Regions from separate parts of the Mus musculus genome. Here all the other regions are linked to region 1. Evidence: chromatin contacts called from public HiChIP or PLAC-seq and promoter capture Hi-C data. All regions are on one chromosome and are shown on one strand. The core of a region is the stretch at or near the end of the contact, and the rest is flanking DNA. Distances in the headings are between cores, read along the strand shown. Region 1 holds the start of Znrf2 (zinc and ring finger 2). Region 2 has its middle 13 kb from the start of Mindy4. Region 3 holds the start of Wipf3 (WAS/WASL interacting protein family, member 3). Region 4 holds the start of Crhr2 (corticotropin releasing hormone receptor 2). Region 5 overlaps 9130019P16Rik (RIKEN cDNA 9130019P16 gene).

Region 1 (4,911 bases), core at 476-2,975:
TAACTTAGGTTACAGTCCCAGAACCTCACAAGCAAAACAAATAAAAACACTTAAAAAATAATAAAGGTAGCTAAAAGCTAGGTGCTTTCATACCAAGCGTGCAAAATACCATTAAGATGGTAGAAACTACACATGACATTCTCACGAACCAACACTAGCTTCTGATTGCTTTGGAACAGGAATCAGTAAACACTGCTTCACCACATGTCTTACAGTTTCAAACACATGAATAAAAGGGTTTTTAAAACTGAAGGGATGATCCGGGCGTGGTCGCACACACGCCTTTAATCCCAGCACTTGGGAGGCAGAGGCAAGTGGATCTCTGAGTTCGAGGCCAGTCTGGTCTACAGAGTGAGTTCCAGGACAGCCAAGGCTACACAGAGAAAACCTGACTCAAAAAAATACACAAACAAACAAACAAATAAAAAACCTGAAGGGATATAGTTTACATCATTCTGTGCTTACGTGTAAATGTATAATACCAGTCTCATACCGAAAGGAGGTGGCAATATGCGGCTAAGTTCACATTTTCAGGATCAACTGCACCCTTTCTCCTGTTTCAAACAACTTAATTAAAAGCACATCACTGATCTCTAAATTGTTCCTTAACTCTAGTGAACACCGCTCTTCGAAAGACCTTGCCCAATTACTGCCTCTATAGGTAGAGTTGTGATCATTATAAAGATTATCTCTTTAAATAACTGTTCTTGAACTTTTCCACAATCCGCTTCAAACTAAGCAGTAGTGACATTAGCCACACTGTAAAAGTAGCAGTTTCGGGGGTTATGAAGCAACACTTTGCATTAACACATTTAACCAGAAAACAAGTATCCAGTAAGTAGGCAGGGCTATTTACAGAGACGCAAGGATCACAGCTTTGTTAGGAGTCTATCCAAAGGAGAGATAACTTCCTTTTTTCAAACACTCAAACATCCACGTGAGTCCCTTCTGGCTTTGGGCCTTTAAAACTGCTCGCCCTTCAGCTCCGGGGCAGAACTACACTCAGCCACTGATCTCCCCTGACTTCCTGGTACTAAAAGCTACAACCACGAGGCTGTTTCGTCAGTTTGTTTTAAAACAATACTTCTTCCATTCACCGCGTTGCAAGGAGGGAGTGGGGGGTGCGCTTCCCTAGCTGGGGAGCCGCTGCCAGGGCAGGGAGCCGTACCTCCAAACAAGTGCGGGGAGAGGTGGGCCGGGAGCGAGCCGATCACCAGACGCGGCCCGCCAGGGCCCCCGCCCGCCGGCCGGTCCCGGTCCCTAGCGCCGACGCTGTCCTCTGGGCTGCTGTGCACTGAGTCCTGTGAGCCGTACGGGCCGCCGCCGCCGCCAGCGCTGGGGATGCTGAAGGCCGACTGCGCCGCGCGGCCGCCCGACGCGCTGCCCACCGCCCCGCCGAGCGAGCGGCTACGGGGCGCTGCCGGGGCCGAGGCCGCCGCCGCCGCTGCAGCCGCCGCGCCGGCCGAGGCGCTGGGCTGCTGCGCGCCGGACACCGGGGCCGCGAAACGGGCCGCCCGAGCGCCGTCCGCCCCGCCGCCGCCGCTGCCGGTCCCGGAGGGCAGGTCCGAGCCCGAGTAGGCACGGGTGCGGCCGTTGGCGGCGGGGCCGCTCTGCTTGGCGCCCATGTCCGCGCCGCCCCGGGCCGCGAGCGAGCGAGCGAGCGAGCAAGCGAGAGAGGCGGGACGCAGCTCGCGGCTGCCGCTCAGGTAGCCGTGCGGACGCGGTCGCTGCCGGGCCGCCGCGACGGGCCGCTGCCGCTTGCTGCCGCGCTTCGCGGCCTCCGCACCGCCTCCTCCCGGGCGGCCGCTGTCACCGCCGCCATCCTCCGGCTCCCCGGCGGCTCGGAGAGTGGGAGGCGCCCGGCCGGATTGGGGGCCGCCTCCCTGCGCGCCAGCCGCTTGCAACGGGAAAGAGGAACGGGCGGCGCGCGCCCCGGCAACCGTCGCCTCGCGGCCGGCACTGGAGGAGCGGCGGCCGAATCGAGGCAAAGCGCAGAGATTGGGTCCCGCTGCTCTAGCTCTGCCCTACAACTAGGCCGACCCGCCCAGGCCCCGCCCAGCATGTGGTGATGGACAGACCGGTGGCTCCGCCCTCCAGGAGACTCCCCCACCACCAATCAGAAGGCGGCCCCTCCTGCCGCACGTGGCCTGTGAGCGCTGAAGAAAACCAAGTGCACCTTTTCCTGGCTAGGGCGTTCGTGGCAGTATCCCGTGTCTGGAGCTTTGAGTGGGTAGATAATGACCTTCGTTGGTATTGTATACACTGATTAAGCAAACAACAGTCTCAGCAATGAAGACGATTTAAAACAAAAAACAGTACAGGAGCGAAGGACAGAACGAAACAAGGGGAAGGCTGAAGCCAACTTGATCAGAATTATGCTAGGGGAAGGGAAGAGCAAAAAATTGGAAGAACGAACGATAATCCAGCTTGACCTTCAAAGGCAGAGCAAAAACTGAGGTGCAGAGACTATCTTCTCCCGAGATCCAGCCTTCGGGCCTAACACCAAGCCAAATTATGCAGGCTGTAAATTGTTTTACCTTTTTGGACTTTAGCTTCCTTGCCCAGAATGTTTGAGTTAAATCTCCAGAGCGATAGTAGCTTTAAAATCTTGTGGGTTTCTCTAAATGGAACTTAACAGGATTCTAAATGCCTTCCTGTGTGTGGTGCTTGGTCTAGCAGGCTCTGACCCTCCCATTTGGCGGGTACTGGTAGCATTGTCTATGTGCAAGTGTGTTTGTACAAACTGCAAAAATGCACTGTCGCTGTTTTACGCTTTTGTATTTGTGGTGAGTCATTTAAGTAGTGATTCTAGACATTCTTTCAGAAGATAAGGGAATGGAGGGTTGTTTGTTTGTTTGTTTGTTTGTTTTTAATTTGTGTGTGTGTGTGTATAAATGTTTTGCCTGCATGTAAGTTCCCCACGTGTGCCTGGTGCCCAGACTGAAGATCAGACGAAGGTATTCAATCCCTTGGAACTGTAGTTATAGTTAGATGTCACATGGCTGTGCAGGGAATCAAACCCAGTTCCTCTGCAAGAACAGCTAGTGCTCCTAACCGCTGAGCCATCGCTTCAGCCACAAGTTGGACTTTGTAAATAGGAGAAATGAGGCTTTATGAACAGGCTGGCCTGTAGTGCCCAGCTTCTGGAGAGAATGAATCGTGAGGATCACTTGAACCTTAGAATTCAAGGTCAGCCTAAGAAACAGCAAAAACCAGTCTCAATGAGAAGAGGGAGAAAGAAAGAAGAAAAAGAGGAAGAAGGGAGAAGAATATGAGGAAGAAATGTAGTTTTACATATATATGTTTATATATGTGCATAGTGCGTGATATATAGTTACTCTGAGCTTTCATATGATATATCCTCTGAGCTTTCATATGATATATCCTGTATTACATCATGTGGTCAAATGCCTTTTCCTGCAGATGTTACCAGTCACCCCATTCCTAGGACTGAAGACAGTGCTGTGCAACAATGGCTTCATAGCTCTCATTAAGGTGTTCATTAGACACTCAACAGACTATGGCAGTATAGTAGCTTTTCAGTGAAAGAGTGCATTCATGTTTTCCTGTCATATTAAAATCACTCTTTTATTTTAAAAAAAGGGTTTTTACTTTTTATTTATTTGTATATATGTATGTACGTGTGTATGTATGTATGTGGCTACCTCAAGCTATGGCCTCATGTGGTGTCAGAGGACAACTCACAGGAGTTCTTCTTCCTTGTAGGTTCTGGGGGATTGCTGCCTTTACTTGCTTGAGCCACCACGCTGTCCCTAAAATGATTCTTGAAAGTCACTCGTACCCTTACATTATTGCTCTTTGACAGCAGCAGTGTGGAGGAGATTCTTCTCTGTCCTTTCCTTGGTCTGCTTCTCTTAGGGCCTTCTCCTCTCTCTCCAGATAGTAATCCTATGAAGACTGTGTTTTATTACCAAGCAGCTGGGACTTCACTTACAATCTGTAGCTTTGTCACACCCCACCAGTTCTTCACACGTAAGAAACTTGTTCTTAGGTGTGCTCTTAAGTGTTCCTTAAGACAGCATTCTTCCTCTGGTACCTCCATTGGTTCTTTAATGAGAAGCAATGGACAGGAATCAAGACAGGATTGTAAACACACGCCAGAGTAGTATGGTCTAGCTAGGATTAGACCTTGATTCTATTCAGTGATGACTTTGGGACTGGGGCAATCCAAGCCCTTTGCCTTAGCTAAGCCTGTTTGTTGTCAAGTGTCTAAAGTGCACATGATCATAGGACCAGTCTCAGAGTGGCCGAGAGTCTCAGAAGATCCGCTGTCTATTTGAAAATACAAATTCCTCGTCCTTCCTATTATGGAATAATAATATGCATGTTGTCTATAGCATACTGTGATACTGTAAAGTTTTGAGTATGCTAAAATTTAGTGGTCTTGATCTCACTATTTTGTACAATTGAAGTACATTGTTAAGCCTTCAAGTATTATTTGTAGCCGTTTAGTAGTCATTACTAGTATATACATCACCATACTGGCTTGACCAGATAAGCGTATGTAGAAAAGACAGAGGTTATTTGAAATCTTTGTAGTTAAAGGATTTTTTTTTGTAAATGAACTTTTTTTTATTTCATGAGGTAGCTAACATTTTGAGCAGTCTTTGGTGTCCTAAATAGGCTTCAGTGTGTCAAAAAATGCTTCATGTTAATCAGCTGGTTAACAAAGCCCTATGTTATGTTTAACATAGATTTTGGAATCATTATTATTTCTAAAGATAGCTAAGACAAAATGTCAGCACCTGCTAATAAAAACAACTTGGTTCTTGCTTATCAGACTAGTATAATGTTATTAATAAGAGATTAAATATGTGTATTATATTTCGCTCTCAGTTCACTTTGGCTTGCAAACAATATTTTAATTAAAAAAAAAAAAAACAGCATCTT
Region 2 (4,984 bases), core at 1,205-3,704, 370 kb before region 1:
GCTGCCCCGAGAGAGAGAGAGAGAGAGAGAGAGAGAGAGAGAGAGAGAGAGAGAGAGAGAGAAGCAGAGGCTCAGAAGGACTGGTTGTTTTATTGGTGCTTTGAGAGTTGGTTTGTACCAACTATCCAGGATGGTGATGAAGTCACATGGCAGGTCCTCTCTTTAACCTGAGTAAAGATGATGACCAACCACATGGTTGATTCTTTCCTGATGTCATCAGCCAAGATGGCAGCAAGCCACATGGCTGCTACACATACCCAGACACACACACACAGGCACACACACAAGTACACACACATGCTTTTATTCCTTCAAAAACATCTATTTGCATAAGCAAGAGTTGAATCCAAGTTATATATGTAGTACTTATAGCCCATATAGCAAATTACTATCATCTATATAAAGACTTTTAACTATTAACCCTTTTGTTACAATTTGCTTTTTTTTTAAGATTCATTTTTTATTATGAATACAGCATTCTGTCTGCATGTATGCCTATAGGCCAGAAGAGGGCATCTGATCTCATTATACCTAGTTATAAGCCTTCATGTGGTTTTTGGGAATTGAACTCAGGACCTCTGGAAGAGCAGACAGTGCTCTTAACCTCTGAGCCATTTCTCCAGCCTTGCTTCAAGTTTCAAACTGATTGTCCTATTACAGATTTTACAAATCTTTTAAAAGTCACATCTAATGAACTTCTAAATCCTAAATGCAGAAAGTTGAAGTTTACAAACACTTTGAAGGAAGTAAATAAAACTCGGGAAAGGGGAGTATTCAGAGAGCTGAGCACCTGCAGTTACACTTTGTCATCTGTGACCTCTGCTGGAATGGCTTGCCTCTGAGCCGCTGTCATCCATACATCGAGTGTCTGCCTGCGTTGCTGTGCTTTGCTCTCCCCTAGCACAGAGTCAGGTGACCAGCCTGACCCAGGAGGGAGATTTTGGAAGAAACTTTGTATTAAACAAACAAGCTTGGGTCAGGAGTGGCCAGAAGAGCCAAATCCTCTCTCTAGAGACAGCTGTTTAATAGAGTAGAATGACATGAAACTATTTTTTAATATTATTCATACCAAAAGATATTTGAACCTTTGCAAGACTGAGCCCAGTGATCTCTGCATCCATAACCAGTTTGTGTATGTCTGAAGATGGCAGAAAACTTCAAATGCTTAGAATGTATTTTAGGAATGGTAAAGATACAAGCAACGTTTTTCCAGGCTTAGAGAGGCAGAAACAGAAGCATAAGGTAAAAGAGGCATAAAGTAAGAGTTCTATGCTATCTCAGAAACTGTAAAAATATAGGCTTGGAGACCCAACAGAAACCGTGTATTCCAGCTCTGGGCATGGTTATAAACCAGAGCCCTGAGAAAAAGTAAAGTAACCTGGGAGTTTTATGGAGGAAGGAGTCTTGGATCTACTACTATTCCATCTTAGGGAATTATCTAAATCACTTTAGATATTGAAAATTGAAAGTTCTGAATTCGGGCCAGCAGTGTCCATTTGTCTAATGTATACTGGTGCTGTATTCACATGAAAGGGTGAAGGAGTCTAATTAGTCTCAGTTCTTCTAATTGGAGCTTTTTTTTAAAAGATTTATTTATTTTTATGTGTATTGGTATTCTGTCCGAATGTGTGTGTGAGGGCGCCAGATCTCCTGGAACTGGCATTACAGACTGCTGCAAGATGTCATGTGGGTGCTGGAATTGTACCAGGGTCCTTTGGAAGAGCAGTCAGTGCTGTTACTCACGGAGCCATCTCTCCAGCCCCTAATTGCAGCCCCTTTAGGTTATCTCACAAACAGACTATAGTAGTGCCTATTGGCACAGAAAATTTGAAACCCATACCAGGTGTGGGACCAGGCAATAAGAGGGATTAACACCCGGGGCACTCCTCATCAACTTTTACACTGACCCACGCAGGCATTCTGGGGGCAGTTTGGAAGACCAAAATGCTGAGAGAAATGTAGACAATGAAGGTCATGTTCTGTGCATGTTCTAAGAGTCTGAGTGAGGCTGAATTTAAAACAAAAACAAAAAACAAAACAAACAAACAAAAACAGGAAGAATTTGTTTGTCGGGTGACATCTGAAAACAGGATAGCGTTTAAGCCGAGTCCTGATAATTACTGTTCTTACCAAGTCTGAGGTAGGAGAGGTAACAAACAGGTAAAACAGAAAGATACAAAAAATGTACAGCTTAGTGGGTTTAAAGTCACACACAAGACAGGTACAAAGAAAACAGCTCTAGTTGTTGACAAGATTCGCACAATTTCAAGAGATGCCTCTTTTAAAGGGACAATTGGAACAGTGTCCTGAAGGCAAGACCCCATCCACCAAAGGCTTATCAATCTTGCAAAAATGCAAATCGATTTGAAAACAGAGAGCTTAATAAATAACTGCCCAGGGGCATACTTCACCAGGATCAGCACACTTTGACTGATGCAAGTGTGGTCGTAGGGGACCAGTCTACATATTGAGCAAAACTTGGCAGCAGCATCCGTGTGGTACTGATTTTACAGACATGAACTATACAAGAGTAAAGGGGTCATGGAGGTTTGCAACCAAGATTCCTGAAGGCAACTGAGGCCAGGAAATAAGTGGCAGAGTTGGAGCCCCTGTAAAGAGAAAAGCCATTGCATGAAGCTGTGAATGTGAAGCCTAAATTGTAATGGAGATGTCAAGACAGTAGAATATCTGCAAACAAAATCTGTAGACATGGTCCAGAGGGGATATGCACTTCAGCAGTAGAACTGGGGGTGGGGTTACCCATGTCTTTGAAACCCAAATAATTTCATCATGGGTTCCATAGTCAGATTCGGAAATACAAGATTTGGTGTTTGCCCTGCTGGTTTTGGTCTTTCCCTGTTCCAATCTTTCCTTGTCTCAATTCCTCCCCTTTGGAATAGCAATGTTTACACTGTCATTGTAAGTTGGAAATAATCAAGTTTTAAAATTTTATTTTTAGGGACTTACTGTTAAGAGGTTACATTGGGTCACATAAGACACTTTGGACTTCTGAATAGTAGTGGGACTGTTAAAGATTATGTGAACTTTGGAATTTGGAATAAATGTGATTTGAATCATGAACTGGTCATGAGGTTATGGGGCCCAGAGTGGAATTTTGCTGTTTGAGTGTAAAAGGTGCTGGTTAGCTTTTGTCAATTTGACATAAGCTGGAGTCACCTAAGAGGGAACTTCAGATGAAGAATTGCCTCTATCAGGTTGTCCTTTGAGCAAGTTTGTGGGCCTTTTTTTTTTTTTTTTTGAATGATTGAAAATGGGAAGGCTCCACTAGCCAATAATCAGCATTTCTTCTGTGGTCTCTGTTCAATCCCTGCTTCCAGGCTTCTCTTGAGTTCCTGACTTGAGTTCCTTTAACAATGAAGTATAACCTTCATTGAAAATAAGCGCTTTCTTTCCCAACTTGCTTCTGGCTGATGTCTCATAGCAACAGAGACCTTAACTATAACAGTTCCCTGACCCCATAGGCTCATGGGTTAGAATATTTGGCCTCTAGATGACAGTTCTGTTTTGAACGGTTGTGAAACCTTTAGGAGGTGAAACTTTGTAGGGAAAAAACCAGATCACTAAATGTGAGCCTTGAAATTTTATAGCCTGGTCCCACCTTGTGTTTGCAGTCTGCTTCCTGACAGCAAACACAGCGTCCCCTCATGTTCCCAGCCCTGTGCCTGCCCTACCTTGATGAACTATAGTCCTTCTTAAACTGTGAGCCAGAATAAACCATCCTTAACTTAAACAGCTTGTTGCCATGCATTTGGTCATAAGCAATGAGACAATTCATGCAATAGGATTGAATTGCTAATTCATAGAAGCTGCCTTCCTTTAGGGAAGTTAGAGGTAGGGACAAGAAACAGTGAACAAAATGGTCATACTCCCCTCTTGTTCCTCATCTGATTCAGAGTCAGATGTCACAGGTTGACCACACAGTTCTTTTCCTCTCAGCTAAGACTCAAAAGCAAACAATGTAAAGCAAGAAAGAAGCCATATTTTAGTTAATATATGTGGAGAGCCGTGCAGTGAGCAATCGCGTGTGTGCCGCAAGCAATCGCTGAGGAGAGCCGTGCATGCCTCGAGAAATCGCCATTATAAGATGGTGCTGGCCTCCACTGTGCCTAACTAGTAAACAAGCCTTGTACGCAGGTGCGAGAGTGAACTCACTCCTAGTCACTGCCCATTCTCAGGGCGTAATAGTGGGGTGATGGGTGAGCAACGAATCAGGAGCTGTCACACCATATCAGGTGCTGAAACGTCAGGCTGCGGGCTATATAAGCAGCGCCATTTTCCCGGTTCAGGGTCTTCCTGAGAAGTAAGCAATAAAGCTTTTGCCGCAGAAGATTCCGGTGGTTGCGTCTTTCTTGCCGGTCAAGTGAGACGCAATAAGTGGCGCCGAGGAACCCAGGAACTTTATACCATCACACCGGCGCAAGGAAGATCCCTCGTTCACGGGGCAGAACCAGAACTGCGGGACGAAAGGCTCTGCAAGGTACGTACAGTCTTGAAATTTCTCCAGAGTTAGACGCCCTTTTGATTGTTTGCACGGCGATTGCACTTTTTCTTTCTATTTCGTTTTGCTTCCACCGCTGGAACTGCTGACTGGTTCTTGGTCACAGTCAGGCCTGGACAGCACCTGGACAGTAACCAGTTTCAGTAGCGGTCAGGCCTGGACAGCGCCTGGACAGCGACCAGTTTCAGTCGCGGTCAGGACTAGACAGCAGCAGTATGGGAATCTCCCATTCTATAGTAGTGGCCTTATGCTCAGTCCTGAAGCACTGTGGCCTAAAAATCGCCACTAAGACCTTAGAGGGATTTGTCAGGGAGATAGACCGTGTGGCACCATGGTATGCTTGCTCAGGGTCGTAACTGTCGCCTCTTGGGACAAACTGAAAGGAGATCTAGTTAGGGAACAGCAGAACGGCAAACTTAAAGCGGGGATCATGCTGTTGTGGAAATTGGTGAAATTGTGCTTTAC
Region 3 (4,458 bases), core at 1,846-4,345, 390 kb after region 1:
AAGACAAGCATTCAATGTGAAGCCAGAAGCGTGTGGTAAAACAAACATGTTCCCATGTCTCCAAGTTTGGGACTCAAAGCAGACACAGCAGGACATTCGGTCATATAACAGGGCAAATTTCCCAGGATGTCACTCTTTATAATGTGACTTTGTCCTGAAAATTTATCACATGCATACAAGACATTTTATTTATTCTATTAAGTTACGTTTTATAAGTTGATTTTACATTTTTTTGGTTTTGATTTTGATTGTTTTTTGTTTGTATGTGTGTGCGTGTGTGCGTGTGTGCGCGTGTGTGTGTGTGTGTGTGCGTGTGTGCGTGTGTGTGTGTGTCACTGAACTTCTGGAGGTCAGAAAACAATTTGCAGGGTCAATTCTCTCACCACGTGGATTCTGAGGGTTGAACTACAGTTTTTAGGCTTGGCACAAGCTCCTTTACCCACTAAGCCATCTTGCCTGCCCTTTAATAGATGTTTAAACTTTAGCACTGATATCTATTATATCTGTCAAGCATAGAAGGCAGGGAAAGTTGAGGCTACCTGGTGAAAACCCTGTCTGTTCTTCAGTGCTAATTGCATTTGATGTGGCGGCTCTCTCTCTCTCTCTCTCTCTCTCTCTCTCTCTCTCTCTCTCTGGCTCTATTATCCCTTTTGTGTGTGTGTTGGAATGACTGCAAAATCTCAACCTGTACTCTACGGTTGCTGAACAATAATCGCCTAAAAAGAGCGTTGCCAGGCTGGGCCAGCTGGCTGTCTCCCATTCCTGAAACTGAATGTTCTTAGACACACGCGCTCTCCTCCGCCCCTTCTGCTGCCTGCTGACTCAGTGTAGCACCAAGTCACACTCCCAAGTGCCTGAAACCGAGGCTCCTGGAAGGACTAAAAAGGGGTATACAGCAGCTCTACCAAGGCAGCCTGACATCTCTGCGCAGATTTGGGCACCAACAATTGGATGTGGGCGGTGCACTTCCAGTTTGAAGTGTACAGACCCAGGTCCCTGTCCTCGGCACACTCAGCTAACCCCTGTCTCTTTGCATTTCTCATCTGTGGAAAGGCACAATAGTTACAGGAACCACAGGGCTTGAGTTAATGCATATGGAAGCATCTACAGTGCCTGGCCATTTCCTGCTACTTCCCCACTGGTTTTCTCTCCCCTGTCCTTCTCCCTGTTTTCCTGATTTGGTTTTGCTTTAAAATGCATCTCTAAAGTACATTAGCTGGCAGACTTCAGCAGCCTGTGCCCTGCCATGCCCAGTGCCCTTCAGCATCAAATATCCACTTACGTTGTTATTGAAGTAAAAAAAAAAAAAAAAAAAAAAAGCCCCAAGTGATGTGCACAAGTCTAAAGCACACAACTTCCTGAGTTTCTATGTATGGGGAGCATGTCTAGACCTAAAGTGCCTTGAAGGTCTGCCCAGGCCAGTAGGAAGCCCAAAGGCAGTCCACTTCTGACCTCTACCACTACTTTACAGTTTAGAGAGGACAGCTTTTAGGAGAAGGCTGGGACTGGACAGGTAGTTTATCAGTGGAAACTCTGATCTTGTAGAACACTAGGACTCATTCCCAGCACCCACATAGTGGTTCAGGGACATTACATCCTTAACTCTAGTCCAGAGGATCCAGTGCCCTCTTCTGACCTCTAGGGGTTTCCTGGCACAGAGTCGTGCATAGACATACATGCCCGAAAAATACTTACATAGAAAGTAAAAGGAGTGAACATTAAAAACAAGGCTAGAGTGTCTGATGATTATAATACTAACTGGCAGCAAGAAACCCTCTCCTGGCCCTCTCTGAGGTGACGAAGGCAAAGACAGTGAGGCACACAAGCTTTTAAAGTCACACAAGTCTGCCCAACAAATGCTCTCACTTACATCCAAGGACCCCAGGCACAGAAGAGGAATACCACTGTCCCACTGGAAACTTTCCTCAGAGAGTCCCCAGACTGTGTGTGTGTCAGAGATACTTCTGGTTTTTCCTGAGGCCATTAGACAGGCTTCCTGGGTTTCTGGGCAGAACATCTACCCAACTCAGGTTCTCACACTCATGGCAGACACTCCAAGCACACAGAAGACATTGTTTCCACAGGGGAATGGATGCCTGGCATCCTACAGGAGAGCGTGTTCTTCTCCCAAGCTTGCTCCCCGTGAGCTCCTGGCTAGGTATCCGGGGGAATGGCCACAATTACCCAGTCCCGCACACCTCCAAAGGACTTTAAAGGCCATTTGTGGCCAGATGTAAATGGCTAGAGATAATGGATAGACAGACACATACACTCTCTGGCTCCTGACCTAGGCAGGCTTACAGATAAGCCTCGGGGAGTCAGGACTCAGCTCCTGGCCCGACTCTGTCACCAGGAACTGTGTGACCTTGGATAAGTCACTTTTTCCCTCAGGAATTGGCTTTCTTTCTGGGAAATGGTCCAGTATCCTCAGTCCTTGTCTGATTGTGCAGGTTCCCAGATCTCTCCTAATCGCCAGGGACCCTTCCTTAACATCCCCAACACAAGCAAGATCCGCCCTTTTGTTCTCAGGGGAGGGGTGGGGGGTGACGTGGGGGAAGGGAAGCAGAGCCCCCTTGGGGCATCAGACTAAGAGGCCTCCGTGCCAGAAGCTGATAACGGAAGAGTGCTGTCCTGGGAGGTCACCAGGGAGCCCTGAGGTGACCTGGTGTAGCCATGGTCCCTTTCCGACCCGTGGCGGGCAGGGAGCGAGTGGTTGCCGCTAGGGCTGCACGGAGCAGCTCCCAGACGTAGTCGCGGCTGGGGACTACAGTTTGGAGAGGGTCCTGGGCACTCTCACTCACCCAGCGTCTTTGACAACGCGGGAGGCCACTCTACCTCGGGACTGTCCCCAATACCCTCCGCGACAACCCCAATCGGCCACTTACTTAACCCAGGGCCCGGACGCGAGCAGAGCAGCTACCTGCAGCTGGCCGTAACCCGGCCGACTGGACTTTAGCTGGCGCCTCCGTCCCCGCTGTCCCCGTCGTCTCCGTCGTCCCCGTCGTCTCCGTCGTCCCCGTCGCCTCGAGGATCCCGGCTGGGCTGCAGACAGTGCCTGGCGTTGCTTCTGCGCGCCCGGCTAAGCTGGACTCTGCGCTCCTCGCTCGCTCCCAGCCGGGCTTAAGCGCTGCCGGGACGCGGAGGCGGAGCCGCCGCCCCCACCTGCTCCTGGCGGCCGCCCTGGAGCCTCGCCGCCCAGCGCACGGGGACGCGGTCCAGAGGGCGGGGTCGCTCTGGCACCCAGGAGGCGGTCCTGGCTGCGCGGCGGCGCAGCTCCCAGGTACAGAGTCCCGAGTGTGAGCCACGGGGACAATGGGGCCAAGGGCTGGAGTTCCCCTGCACGCCACCTCGTCTATATATTACAAACATTTCTGAGCCCTCGCTAAGCCCCAGACAGCGCGTATATGCAAGGGGACAAAAGGAGAATGGGACAGCCGGTTGTCCCGATGAGCACAAGCAGGTACTTACAATACGGAGCCAAGAGAACATCCAACGTGTACAAAGCAGAGGGACACCCAATTCAGACCTGGGCTTGAGAGGCAGGGGTGGGTGTGTGGGTGGAGAGAGCTGGGGGGCGGGAGGGGGAGGTAGAGAAGCTTGCTCTCAGAGATAGGTGAGCACAAAATATCCTGGTAACACAGGGAGGTAAGTAGCTTCCGGTGGGGCAGAAGTGGGAAGAAGGCAGTTTGAAATCTAGAGTGAAGCGAGTCTGTCCCATTTCCCTGTCCGGCTGTCCAGAGCTTGGAGAATGCTGGAGATTTATGCCTGAGGCTCCTGTGTACACTCAGCTGCTCCAAGTGCAGCAATTCAGGCTGGCATTTCCTGCCTCTCACATCTTAGGCATACTTGTGTTCTGGTTCGAAAAGGAAGGAAAGCTCAATTTGCAGAGAAGAATTATTTCCATGGCCATGTAGAAATCCCACCAGGTCTTCTACGGAGCCCCAAAGCACAAACTAGTTGCATGGCCAGTCATTTATCTTACAAGCTGGGCGGTTTCTGGAGGATATACTAATTCAGCTTTTTAAATGCTTGATTCAAAGTGATGGTGTCTGCAGAGTGGGGCTATTTGGGGCTGAAAACATCATGAAGTTGTTGTGTTCAAGAACCCAGTGTCTCATGGCACAAGTGGTCCTTCTTGCATCCTTTTTCTCTGGACATTGCAACAGGATTCAGTCTCTGGGAGCCACGTTCCAAATACCTAAGCCGCTCTCCCCATCGTCTCTATGGACAGAATCCAGAGTGATGACCAGTTAAAGACTAAAGACTATAGTGCCAGTGCCTTTCCTGATCACCGAGACTTTCTTAGCACACTAGCTGAGTTCAATTCCCAGTACTACCAAAAGAAAACAAAGCAAAGCCCCTCAAACAACAACAACAACAACCATAATAAACCTTATCAAAGTTAATATAGTAGGAATAGATGAGATAGCTTGGCTAGTAAAGGCACTTGTTACCTGG
Region 4 (5,031 bases), core at 1,169-3,668, 320 kb before region 1:
CACTTCTAAGGACTAAGTGTGTATGCCCCTCTCCCACATTCACGATTGGCCCTACTCCAAACGGCTTTGAAACCTTTGGGAGGTTTTCAGGTTAGTTGAAGCTGTGCAGATGTGGCCCCAAGAAAGACTCTTTCTCTTAGAAGAAGAGCAGACCCTGAGACGACACAGGAAGGCCGCCATCTACAAATCAAGAATTCCTCCACTGAGACTGATAGCAACTGCAACCACACCTCAGATTCCCCAGCCCTCAGAACCACCCTACATGTGGCATTGTGTCATGGTGATCAGACAACCCAGGCAAACCTGCCAGGATGGAAAGTGTGTTGAGTGTCAACATCAACCTGTCTTTCACTCTCTGGGCCACACCATCCTTACCTCAGCTGGACTCTGGCTATGCTCTACCCATCCTGTCCTGGCCCAGCTCCTGCCTACTGCTCACCTTGAATCCTCCAACTCACTGGAGGTCTTCCCTTTCCCATTCTCCTAAGCCCTTCAAAAGGTGCCTGCAACACCTGTCCCAGAAAGTCCCAAGCTCACCACAAGAACTGCCCAGAGCTCCTACAATCCCCTCCCTTCATCTCTTTTCTTTTCTCGCTCACCTTTTCTCTACCCACTGCTCCCCTCCTTTCCCCTTCCCTCCCCTTCCGTTCCTCTTTCCCTTCCTTGGAGACTGTGGTGTTTGTCCTGAAGATGTCCTCTTTGACCTTGGCACCCACTGTGAGACAGGCACCAGGTGTGCTCCACAAAGAGGACTCAACAAAGCTGCACACCCTCCTCCGCTGGTCCAGTCAGCTCTCTCCGAGCCTACAATTCCAAATACTGTTGAGCCCTTTCCTCCTGCAAGAGCCCCCTCTGATCGGGACCATTTGCCTGAGTCTAGTAACGTCACTTCCTGCCTAGGACTTGGGAAAGAAGTTCCCTCCCTAACCCCTGTCATCTCCAAAATGAACAGGAAGTCTGGGCCATTGTTCCTCAGAGTTTCCCTTGAAGATTTCCCTTGTACCAAGTGACTTAGCTAGGGGTTTATGGCTGTGAAGAGATACCATGACCAAGGCAACTCTCATAAAGGAAAACATTGAATTGGGGCTGGCTTACAGTTTCAGAGACTTAGCTTATTATCATCATGGCGGGAAGCACAGCAGGGTGCAGGCAGACTTGGTGCTGGAGAAGCTGAGAGTTCTACATCTCGATCTGAAGGTAGCCAGGAGGCGGCTGGATTTGTTTCACACTTGGTGTAGCTTGAGCATTTTAGACCTCAAAACTTCTCGTCCACAGTGATACATTTCCTCTAACAAAGCCACACTTCCTAACAGTGCCACTCCCCATAGGCCAAAACTCATGAATCTATGGGGGCCAAGCCTATTCGCACCACACCAACCATGGAGCCAAGTTCTGTGCCAAAAAGGAGGGAAAAGTGAAGAGGAGACAGGAGGGGAAGGCCACACTCATCCAGGCAGAGAAAAATCAGAGAACAGTTCCTATTTATGAGCCTTGGCAGGTCCCACTGAGGCTCTGAGATTGGAGTGAGAGAGAGAGAGAAAGAGAGAGAGAGAGAGAGAGAGAGAGAGAGAGAGAGAGAGAGAGAGAGAGAAAGAGAGAGAGAGAGAGAAAGAGCAGGATCAGGGAAGAGAGTTGCCCAAGGAGATGGAGAAGAGGCCCTGGAAAGCCAGTCATTAATTATTTTAGGCAGAACAACCAAAGGAAACAGAGTTTCTGAGTTCTCCATAGCCTCTATTGCATGGCTGTATCTCCAGGAAAAGCCTGACCCTCTTAATCACATTCCTAGAATGCCTTCCCCTCAAAGCCAGGGGACAACCACTGCTTAAGCTTTTAACCCCTGCACAATAGGTCCACTTGTCAGGAGCAAAGCCTGTGTGCTCCCAAGCCCTGCACCTGTCACCTTTCAGAGCAGGGATGCGCAGCCCCACCTGGTTCTGGGACTCAGGATCTGCATCCCAGCACTGGAGTCCAAATCCCTTGGAGTTTCCCTCCCCCACATGCTCTTACTGTTTTGGTTTGTGTTGTTGTTGTTTTGATATAATTTCAAACATACAGAAGAGTTGTGCAAGACTGGATCACACTCACATTCCCCACTGTCCAGGCCTCCCCATGTGAGCTACACCAACATGCAGATTTCCACGCTCCTCTAGGCTTGTGGGCCAGTTTGAAGAGTAACTTGGGTAACTGGGATTGCTCAAACAAGTGGGGAGTCCTGGTCCCAGTAGTCTCAGCCAACCCCCATGAATCCTCGGGCCCTCCTGGCTCTGAGGAGCTACAGCCCCAGCAATACTGGTGGGAAGACCATACACACTAAGCCCTGCTCTGGGAACTGGAGTTTGTCCCCTGGCCGCCTGCAGAAGTTGCTGCCCAGAGCCAGCTATAAATAACCTGGAGGCGGCCGACTGTGGGGTGGTGTCACTGCTACCCTGGGGGAGGCGGGTGAAGAATGCCCTGGTGCCCAGGGCTTTACCTTGGTGGGTAGGTCGGGCAGGGTAGGACAGGCCTAAGAGAGAGGCCGGACAGACCTCCTTTGGAAGCAGCCACTTCTGGTCCCCATCCCTGGAGCGATCGAGCGGCAGGATCTGCTGTCCCATGGGGACCCCAGGCTCTCTTCCCAGTGCACAGCTTCTCCTCTGCCTGTTTTCCCTGCTTCCAGTGCTCCAGGTAAGTGGGTGTGCTGGGGCTATGACAGAGGGAAGGAGGGAAGTCTCATGTCTTGGTGGCTGGGTAGCACTGGGGGTCTATGTCTCTGAAAAGGAGACAGAGTCTCATACCTAGATGGGACAGAAAAAGAAGCAAGGATACGAACGTCAGGCAAAATGAGAGAGGAAGGCCTGTGAGGCTGAGCATGGGGCTCTGAGGTGACACCATCCTGGGTGGGACTGTCCTGTATGGTTAATTCTCTAGATATGCTCTGCTGTCAAGCCTACCCTGCAGCTCCTTCCCCCACATCTCTCTTCTCTACCCTTTCCAACAGAAAGCACTCCCCTCACCCACCACTGCCTGTCTCCACCGCTATGAACCCCCAGTATCAAATGAGCCATGACCAGAGAGGGCCAGGAGAAAACCTGCCTCTACTGGTCCTAACCCAGAAGCAGTCCCTCTGAGGAGTTAGTATGAAGGATGGTGGAGAGAGAGAGAGAGAGAGAGAGAGAGAGAGAGAGAGAGAGAGAGAGAGAGAGAGAGAGATCTGAGGAAGAGGGTGTGGAAGAAATCAACTGCCAAGTGTTTTTTCATTTTACATGTGGAGAAACTGAGGCCCAAAGAGCAAGGTTACCTTCCTAAGACTATACTTCTCATGGAAAAAAAAAAAAAACTACCTTCAAATCATCCCAAGAGACAGAGCCCTGGAGTAACTTCAGGGATAGCATCTTAAACCTCAGTGCCCCCAGATGTGCTAGGACTGATCCATTAGACAGTCATTCCAGACACGCAGTGAACGTCTGCTATCTGAGGCACAATGGCTTTTGCCAGCTTGGACAGGCTCCTCAAACTTACCCAGCCTCAGTTACCTTAACAGGAAAAGAAAGATACTCCCTCAACAGGGTCACCCTGGAGAAGAACTGGGATGACACATGTCAAGCCTTGAGGCACGGTGCTTGCATGGAGAAAACTCTAGTTGTGGGTGCCAGGGGTGAGGACATGAGGGTCCTGTCCTACCGGAGGCCCGGCTAGGGCCAGGAAGTGGGTACCAGTCTGAAGCATGGGCCATGAGTCTCAACACCCTTCAGGGCCAGCCTAGGCCCATCTGTGCCTTCTCTAAGGTCCCCAGCCTGAGAGAGAAATGAGTACCTTGCCCAAAGTCACCTCAACGTATCAGCAGCTGGAGAATAAATACACCTTGGTCTTTCTGATGGCCCCACCCCACCCCCAAGCTCAACCTTCTTCTCCCTGGGCCCTCTTGGTAATAGGATTGGTTTCTGGGTGCTTGGCCAACTATTCTGAGATTTCAGCCCCCAGGGAAATGGGAACTTGAGAGCCAGGCAGCAGTGTGGTGGAAAAGCAGCGGGAGCATTGTGGCTCCAAAGGGGACCTAGCATACAGAGGAAGAACACGGCCAGCCGTGCAAGCCCACCCTGGGCATCTGCCTGTTGGGTTCCCAGGCAGGAAGGGCCCTGTCAGGAAGAGCAGCAAAGAAATAGCTATGTTTGTAACCGGTATAAATTGGGTCCAGAGAAAGAGATAAAGAGGTGTGAGAGACCCCAGTAGAAGGCTGAGGGCCCTTGCCTCTGAAAGAGATCTGCACCCTGGGCACACAAGGAGAACTCTAAACTGGAGTAGGGCTGAGGCTGGTTTCCAGGAGAGAGGTCAGGATAGGAGAATACTCCTCCTCCAGAGCCTGGAGCGTGTAGCCAGTCTTTGAACCTGGACTTGCAGCTTATCTTCCAGGGCCTCTGGAGGCCGCAGAGAAACCGTGTATCCTGCATGCCAGAGCGTGTGCTGGTTTCCCAGACGAGTGGTCTAGATAGGGTGAGCACACTGGGTGACATGTTCCATGACTCCTAACTTTTTAAGTAAATCTTCCATTTTGGATTTCACATTTTGGTATTGTGGGTGTTCTCTTCACTTGAGCCAGTGCCGTCCACGTAAATATCCCAAATTCTTGGGAAACTGCCAAGTCTGAAACACTTGCAGCCCTGCAAGCAAGCACGGCAAATGAAAACACTCCACCTGCCATCCCTCCAGTCAGCTGCACCTCTGGGATGGCTTCAGGAGCCCAGGTTCTCCCAGCCCCTCTCCCTGGGATGGGGAAGCTCTCTCTTGAGGTCTCAAGACAACCTCCTACAGCCCCTTTGCTGGTTTTCATCCAGAGAAGGCCCAGCAAAGGGAGGAGACACCGAGAAGTCTGGCTGCCTTCAGATAGCTGTAGAAAACTGGACTTTACATAACTCACTCCATCCTCTCTCAAAATTGAGGCCTGGCCTTTAATACCACCCTTCTCCATTACCACACACACACACACACACACACACACACACACACTGTCCCTTGCCAAGAGTGCAGTATACCCAGGGCCATTTCCCAGAAGCT
Region 5 (5,176 bases), core at 548-3,047, 430 kb after region 1:
CTTGTAATCCCGACACCCAGATGGAGAATCAGACGTTCAATGTCATTCTTCTTGACAAAGGGAGTTTGAAGCTAGCGTGAGATAGCGAAAATAAAAAGGGCTAAATAGAGACACGAATGATAGCACTGTCCTAGTGTTACTCTAGAAACTTCTATTTATTTCATGCATTCATCTCTGCTTTCTATACATCTGCAGAATCTGGCTCTATGTTGAGGCTTTTGATATTAGCTCTCCCTCTTCTGAAATGTTCTGTTCCCGAGTCACTATTCAACTCAGCACTTAAAAGAATGCTCCTTCCTCGTCTGTCTGTCCATCTGTTCGTCTGTCTGTCTGTCTTTCTCTCTCTCTGTGTATGCATGTGTGTGTGCACACTCATGCATGCGTGCGTGCATGCAGGTGCATGTGGAGGCCAGAGGACAACCTCAGGAATTGTCCTTCAGGCACTATCCAGTTCTTTTTTTCTTTTCTTTTTGTCTTTTTTCTTCCTCCCCCTCTCTCTTCCTTCTTCCCCCCTCTTTCTTTTTGAAGCAGTGTTTCTCATTGGTCTAGAGTTTGCCAATTAGGCAGGCTGGCTGGCCAGTGAGCATAGAGAGCCACTGCTCCATCTCCCTAGCACTTGGGTTACACATGTGTGCATGCCATCACATCTGACTTTTGCATGTGATTTTGGGGGATTGAATTTAGGTCATTGTGCTTATTAATAAAAATATGATGAGCCATGAATTTTTAATCATTAAAGCCAGGTAAGAGGCACACACATGAGTTCACCATTCTATTCTTTATGTATGCCTGTGTTTATGCCTGTGTGTATGTGTGTATACATTTACACTTGTGTGTGCTTTCACAATTGTATGCATGTGAAGTCCAGAGTACTAAGGTATTGGCTACTTTCTTCTTCTTCTTCTTCTTCTTCTTCTTCTTCTTCTTCTTCTTCTTCTTCTTCTTCTTCTTCTTCTCTCCATCTCCTTCTCCTCCTCCTCCTCCTCCTTTCTTGTTTTTGTTTTTTGAGACAGAGTTTCTCTGTGTAACCCTGGTTGTCCTGGAACTCACTCTGTAGACCAGCCTGGCTTCCAACTCAGAAACCTGCCTGCCTCTGCCTCCCAAGTGCTGGGATTAAAGGTATGTGCCACCATGCCCGGCTCCTCCTCCTCCTCCTCCTCCTCCTTTTCTTATAGTATATCTCATTGGCCTGAAATTCCACCTACAGCCTGCTAGCCATCTGCTTTGGGGTCTGCTGTGTGGCTATTGACCTGCTCCCTCCCTTCCTAGCTTGCTTCCCCTTGCTGACTTGGCTTCCCAAGCCCAGGGCAGGAGGAAGGAAGAGAGATGACAGAATTACAGTGGTCACCATGGTGACCTTGTATTCTCACACTAGTTACAGATGGCTCTTCTCCTGCGTGTCCTCATTCTCCCTGTGTTGTGGGTTCAATTCTCTTTCCTCCAAAGATAGGTGGAAGCTCTAGAGCCCAGTATCTTAGGATGTGACATTATTTGGTAACAAGATCTTTGCAGATGTAATTAAGCTAAAAGGGAAGTCTTCTTGGATTAGGATAGGCCCTATACCCAATGAGTGATATTCCTAAGAACACAGGCATTGGTACGCAGAGGAGAGCGCCAGGAGGAAGGCCATGTGAAAAGACAGTCATTTAGTTACAAGTGAGCAGACACCTGGGTTTGTGGGCAGCTGGCAGGCATTTGAAAGAGGTCTGGAAAAATTCCTCATAGAGGCAGGCCCTCCTCACACTCTGATCTGGGCCTCCTAGCTTCCACATCTGTGAAACACATTTCTTGTTTTACATTGCACAGTTTGGGGCCCTTTGTGATAGAGGCCTTAACCAGCAGACACACCCTAGTTCACTTGCCCTCAGTGCTGGTGTTGCTGCTGCCTGCAGACAATGGGTTCCATTCTTGGTTCCCCGCTGCAACCAGATCACTGCCCTTGCAGGTAGCTCCTCTTGGCCAGGACTTCAAAGGCTCTGTTCCCCAGATTTATCTTCGATGTGGCTCTTCTGGTCAAAGGAAATCTGTGTCCTCCTCTCCCACGTCCACTCCGAGAGCTTAACAGGCTCATTTCAGTGCAGGAGGGCTCCCCGACTCATCCACAAAGAAATTATTTTCCTGGATTTTTTTTTTTCACTCCAAGCTCCTGGTTGTAAGTTAAGTTAGCTTGTCATTAGCTCTGACCTCTCATTGATTAGAGAGCATGCAACAGGTCAAGGCCATTCTGGTGCTCAGCAGTGGATAATAGGCATGCTCCTGTCTCCGGAAATTTCTTCCAGTGATGTTTTAGAACTCTTCTCCCTACCCTGGCCTTTCACATCCTTAATATGTTTGTGAGTCTAAGAGCCTAGGAAGGGGTGTGGACCAGTGGGCAGTTCCCCTGGTTAGTCCTTCCGAGTAGCTGGCTTGTAGCCCATAAAGTCCTTCCTGCATTGAAGGTGTTCTTTTCTTCAGTGAGCATCACCACACTGTACATTGTAAAATCACTTTGTTTCACTGAACCATGTGTCCCTGGAGGTCCTTCTGGGACTCTGCACTCCTCCAGTTGAAGGCTTCACTGAACTCCCTGAGAAAGTTTTTTCCACCTTTATTTTATCAGCAACACTCTGATTCTCTTAATGTTTAGTGTGTGTGTGTGTTGCAAGCAATATGAAACTGACATCTCAATTTGTATGTGCAGTTGTTTCTCTGCATTAGAAAAAGACTGAATTGCCTAGTTATAAGCTACTGGCCTAAACCTTTTAATTCATTCTGCCCATTGCTCTGTGGCTGGCTTGGCCCCTTGAGCTTCCCTTTGCAGTGGGGTTAGACAGTTCTTGGAGTTTGCCTCCAGACATTCGGTTACTCAGAGCTTTCTGTGCTTTTTGAGCAGCCAGCCAATTCTCCCGCCCCTGCCTCCCTCTCACTTCGGTAGTGCAGGGAACATAGGCTTCAGCCCCTGCATCTGGATTTTTACATGGATTCTGAGACCCAACTCGGGTCATCAGACTTGCAAGACCATCCTTCTGCCTCCTAAGTCTTTCCCCTGTTCCTCCTTCAACTTACTGTATATTCTGTAAGGCAGAAATCAGGAAGCTGAAAACACAAGCTAGCAGATCCCTCTATTTTCGTGTCTTACCGCCTGTTATGTTGTGAATGCCGATTAGATCCCACAAACAGGATGTAGGCATTGGAAACTAGATGGTGGAAACTGGGCAGGGGCATCTTTTAGTTGCCTTTTTATGGACCCAGATCAGGCATAGGCATAAGTGGAGTTTGTTTCCTTCCCACCCTGGAAGTGGTCCAGTGTTCATTCTCCAGACCTGTGAGTGGCATGCAGTCATGCAGGAGCCATGGAATCGCGGCCCACTGACTCCTGTTTGGTCCTGCACCTCAGTTGGGAGGCCTTTTTCCCCCCTTATACTCAGGACTTCCAAGATAAGCGTCTTGATCTCTTGGTTTTGTACCTTTTTAGTTGGAATAGGTGTGGCAGGGTTCCAGACCGCTCAGTTCTACAGCATTCTGGGGTCATTCGTGGGAGTCTACCATATGGCCTCAGTCAGTTTCTCTGTATTAAGTCCCCTTCCACATACAGTCCCTAGGTGTGGTTTGCTTTCTCTTTCTGTATTGACTTGGCAGATGCAGGCTTGCCACATTGCTTCCCATTCTCAGTGATAGACAGGAACCCTGTTTAACCTTAGTTGCTGGTCTCAGCTTTCCTGTGGGTAGATCAGGTTGGTAAAGTTTTGGTATTCAGCACAAGAGATTTTTAATACACACACACACACACACACACACATCTGCACCCACAATGTAACAGGTAGTAAGGCATGAAAATAGAGGGATTTGTTTGCTTGTTTTTTTTAAACTTCCTCAACTTGCTGATTTCTGCTGTATATATAGTATACATATAACACACACACACACACACACACACACACACACACACACACACACACGAACTGACAACTGGAAGAGGGAAATCCTAAGTTGAAAGAGATCTCAGACTAAGAGGTCTATATCCTGCCTCTGGCCACGGCTCTACCCTGTTCTAGTCAAATGACCTTCAGTAAACTCCCTTTCTTGGGACTGAGTTTCTTTCTCTTTGAAATAATGAATTCCAGCTGTCTTCCAAAGCTGATTTTAGCTCAAAGACTCTGTTCCTACAAGGTCATTGTGTGTGATATTCATCAGAGGGCTTGGTGCTATATAACCTCACCCATCGAAGCAGCAGCATCCTTGCAAATGGCATGCTCACCCACTTGCTCACCAGCCTGCTAGCCGTAGTAGGCGCTAAGTTGCTTGCTCTGTCTGCTTGCTGTTCTGTTTTCTATTAATAGTAAATTGATGTAAAATTGCTGTTCCTGAGACTTGGAGATGTTGCCATTGGAAACAGGCTCAATTCATCCACATAACCATTAAAAAAAAAGCAAGGTAAATGTCATCGTGAAAATGGCAGTTTGTTTTCACAGACTATAGACACCACCCTTTGAATTTGAAGGCTGGCTCCAAAGGTGTATGTCCCCCCATTGCCAATGCTTGGGGCAGCAAGGGCTAGCCGTGTCTTTGACTCTTGGTGTCTGACACCATATGAAGAAGTCTAAAATGAACACTGGTCTTCCCTGCTTGTACTTGTGTTACAACGGAATACAAAAGAATCTGTGATTAACATCAAGTAAAAGAAGTCTACTCTAGTTTTTCTCTTTCTTCTTTTTGTTGAGGCCCAGTGAGATTGTATTACTTTCCTGTAAGCCGTTTCCTTTGCTTTCAAAAGTATTTGTTATTCTTGGCACATGCTTTCTTACTTACTTGCGTACTTACTTAGAAACAAGGCCTTGCTGGCTTTGAATTCCCAGAATCCTCCTGCCTCAGCCTTCCTAGAGCTGAGATTATGTGTGCCACCATATTCAGCTTGCCTGCTTGCTTTCCCTCCTTCCCTCCCTCCCTCCCTCCATCTCCCTTCTTTCCTTTCTTTCTTCCAGTGTTATTGAGATGTATGGTTCACCTGTGTGAGGATCACTGACTGGTAAAGTTTGATGATCGTATGCAGACATTTAACCTCTATCACTGCCAAGTTGTATGTAGAAGTCCACCATTCTCCTGAAGGGTCTGATCATTCCCCAGGTGTCCTCCACACTGCTCCCTCACTCCAGATAGCCACCAGCCGGCTTCCGATCAATGCCATTTTACCATTAGT

Evidence for each region. Promoter capture Hi-C pulls out the DNA fragments that hold promoters and counts their contacts. HiChIP or PLAC-seq counts read pairs in DNA pulled down with a chosen protein or histone mark.
Region 2: a promoter capture Hi-C map of liver shows a contact between it and region 1, with 3 times the contacts expected there. The contact joins the enhancer-like site here to the promoter of Znrf2 in region 1. A contact is called at or near these places in 7 of 39 promoter capture datasets (the 3T3-L1 cell line, 3T3-L1-derived adipocytes, the C10 cell line and 3 more), 2 of 484 Hi-C or Micro-C datasets (liver and nephron progenitors), 4 of 115 datasets of contacts at active chromatin or transcription factors (embryonic hindbrain, extraembryonic endoderm stem cells, kidney and 1 more) and 2 of 9 other capture datasets (adipose tissue and pancreatic islet).
Region 3: a promoter capture Hi-C map of stem cell-derived epiblast-like cells shows a contact between it and region 1, with 4 times the contacts expected there. The contact joins the promoter of Wipf3 here to the promoter of Znrf2 in region 1. A contact is called at or near these places in 2 of 39 promoter capture datasets (hippocampal neurons and stem cell-derived epiblast-like cells) and 1 of 115 datasets of contacts at active chromatin or transcription factors (pancreatic cancer cells).
Region 4: a contact with region 1 is called in an H3K27ac HiChIP or PLAC-seq map of embryonic stem cells, with 2.4 times the contacts expected there. The contact joins the promoter of Crhr2 here to the promoter of Znrf2 in region 1. A contact is called at or near these places in 3 of 39 promoter capture datasets (the C10 cell line, embryonic stem cells and liver), 2 of 115 datasets of contacts at active chromatin or transcription factors (embryonic stem cells and pancreatic cancer cells) and 2 of 9 other capture datasets (adipose tissue and pancreatic islet).
Region 5: a contact with region 1 is called in an H3K4me3 HiChIP or PLAC-seq map of embryonic limb bud, with 3 times the contacts expected there. The contact joins the enhancer-like site here to the promoter of Znrf2 in region 1. A contact is called at or near these places in 5 of 39 promoter capture datasets (the 3T3-L1 cell line, 3T3-L1-derived adipocytes, frontonasal cranial neural crest and 2 more), 2 of 484 Hi-C or Micro-C datasets (the N1E-115 cell line and cortical neurons) and 3 of 115 datasets of contacts at active chromatin or transcription factors (embryonic limb bud and embryonic stem cells).

What each region holds. Positions count from the first base shown.
Region 1 is chr6:54,813,730-54,818,640 of GRCm38.p6, reverse strand. It overlaps Znrf2 (zinc and ring finger 2), which reads right to left and starts at 1,725. Exons shown (of 5, transcript NM_199143.2): 1 at 1,169-1,725. The coding sequence starts at 1,625.
Region 2 is chr6:55,187,686-55,192,669 of GRCm38.p6, reverse strand. No RefSeq gene overlaps it. Among named protein-coding and RNA genes, the nearest start is that of Mindy4, 13 kb to the left of the region's middle. Within about 2 kb of position 2,454, at least 3 of the 459 cell types and tissues checked have an H3K27ac peak or open chromatin away from gene starts, as enhancers often do. A contact at or near this core is called in liver, where this site is marked.
Region 3 is chr6:54,428,323-54,432,780 of GRCm38.p6, reverse strand. It overlaps Wipf3 (WAS/WASL interacting protein family, member 3), which reads right to left and starts at 3,095. Exons shown (of 9, transcript NM_001167860.2): 1 at 2,921-3,095. It overlaps 9130019P16Rik (RIKEN cDNA 9130019P16 gene), which reads left to right and starts at 2,560. Exons shown (of 14, transcript NR_033635.1): 1 at 2,560-3,460.
Region 4 is chr6:55,130,403-55,135,433 of GRCm38.p6, reverse strand. It overlaps Crhr2 (corticotropin releasing hormone receptor 2), which reads left to right and starts at 2,418. Exons shown (of 13, transcript NM_001288618.1): 1 at 2,418-2,664. The coding sequence starts at 2,593.
Region 5 is chr6:54,385,687-54,390,862 of GRCm38.p6, reverse strand. The region is part of intron 3 of 9130019P16Rik (RIKEN cDNA 9130019P16 gene); the gene reads left to right. Among named protein-coding and RNA genes, the nearest start is that of Wipf3, 41 kb to the left of the region's middle. Within about 2 kb of position 1,797, at least 16 of the 459 cell types and tissues checked have an H3K27ac peak or open chromatin away from gene starts, as enhancers often do. A contact at or near this core is called in embryonic limb bud, where this site is marked.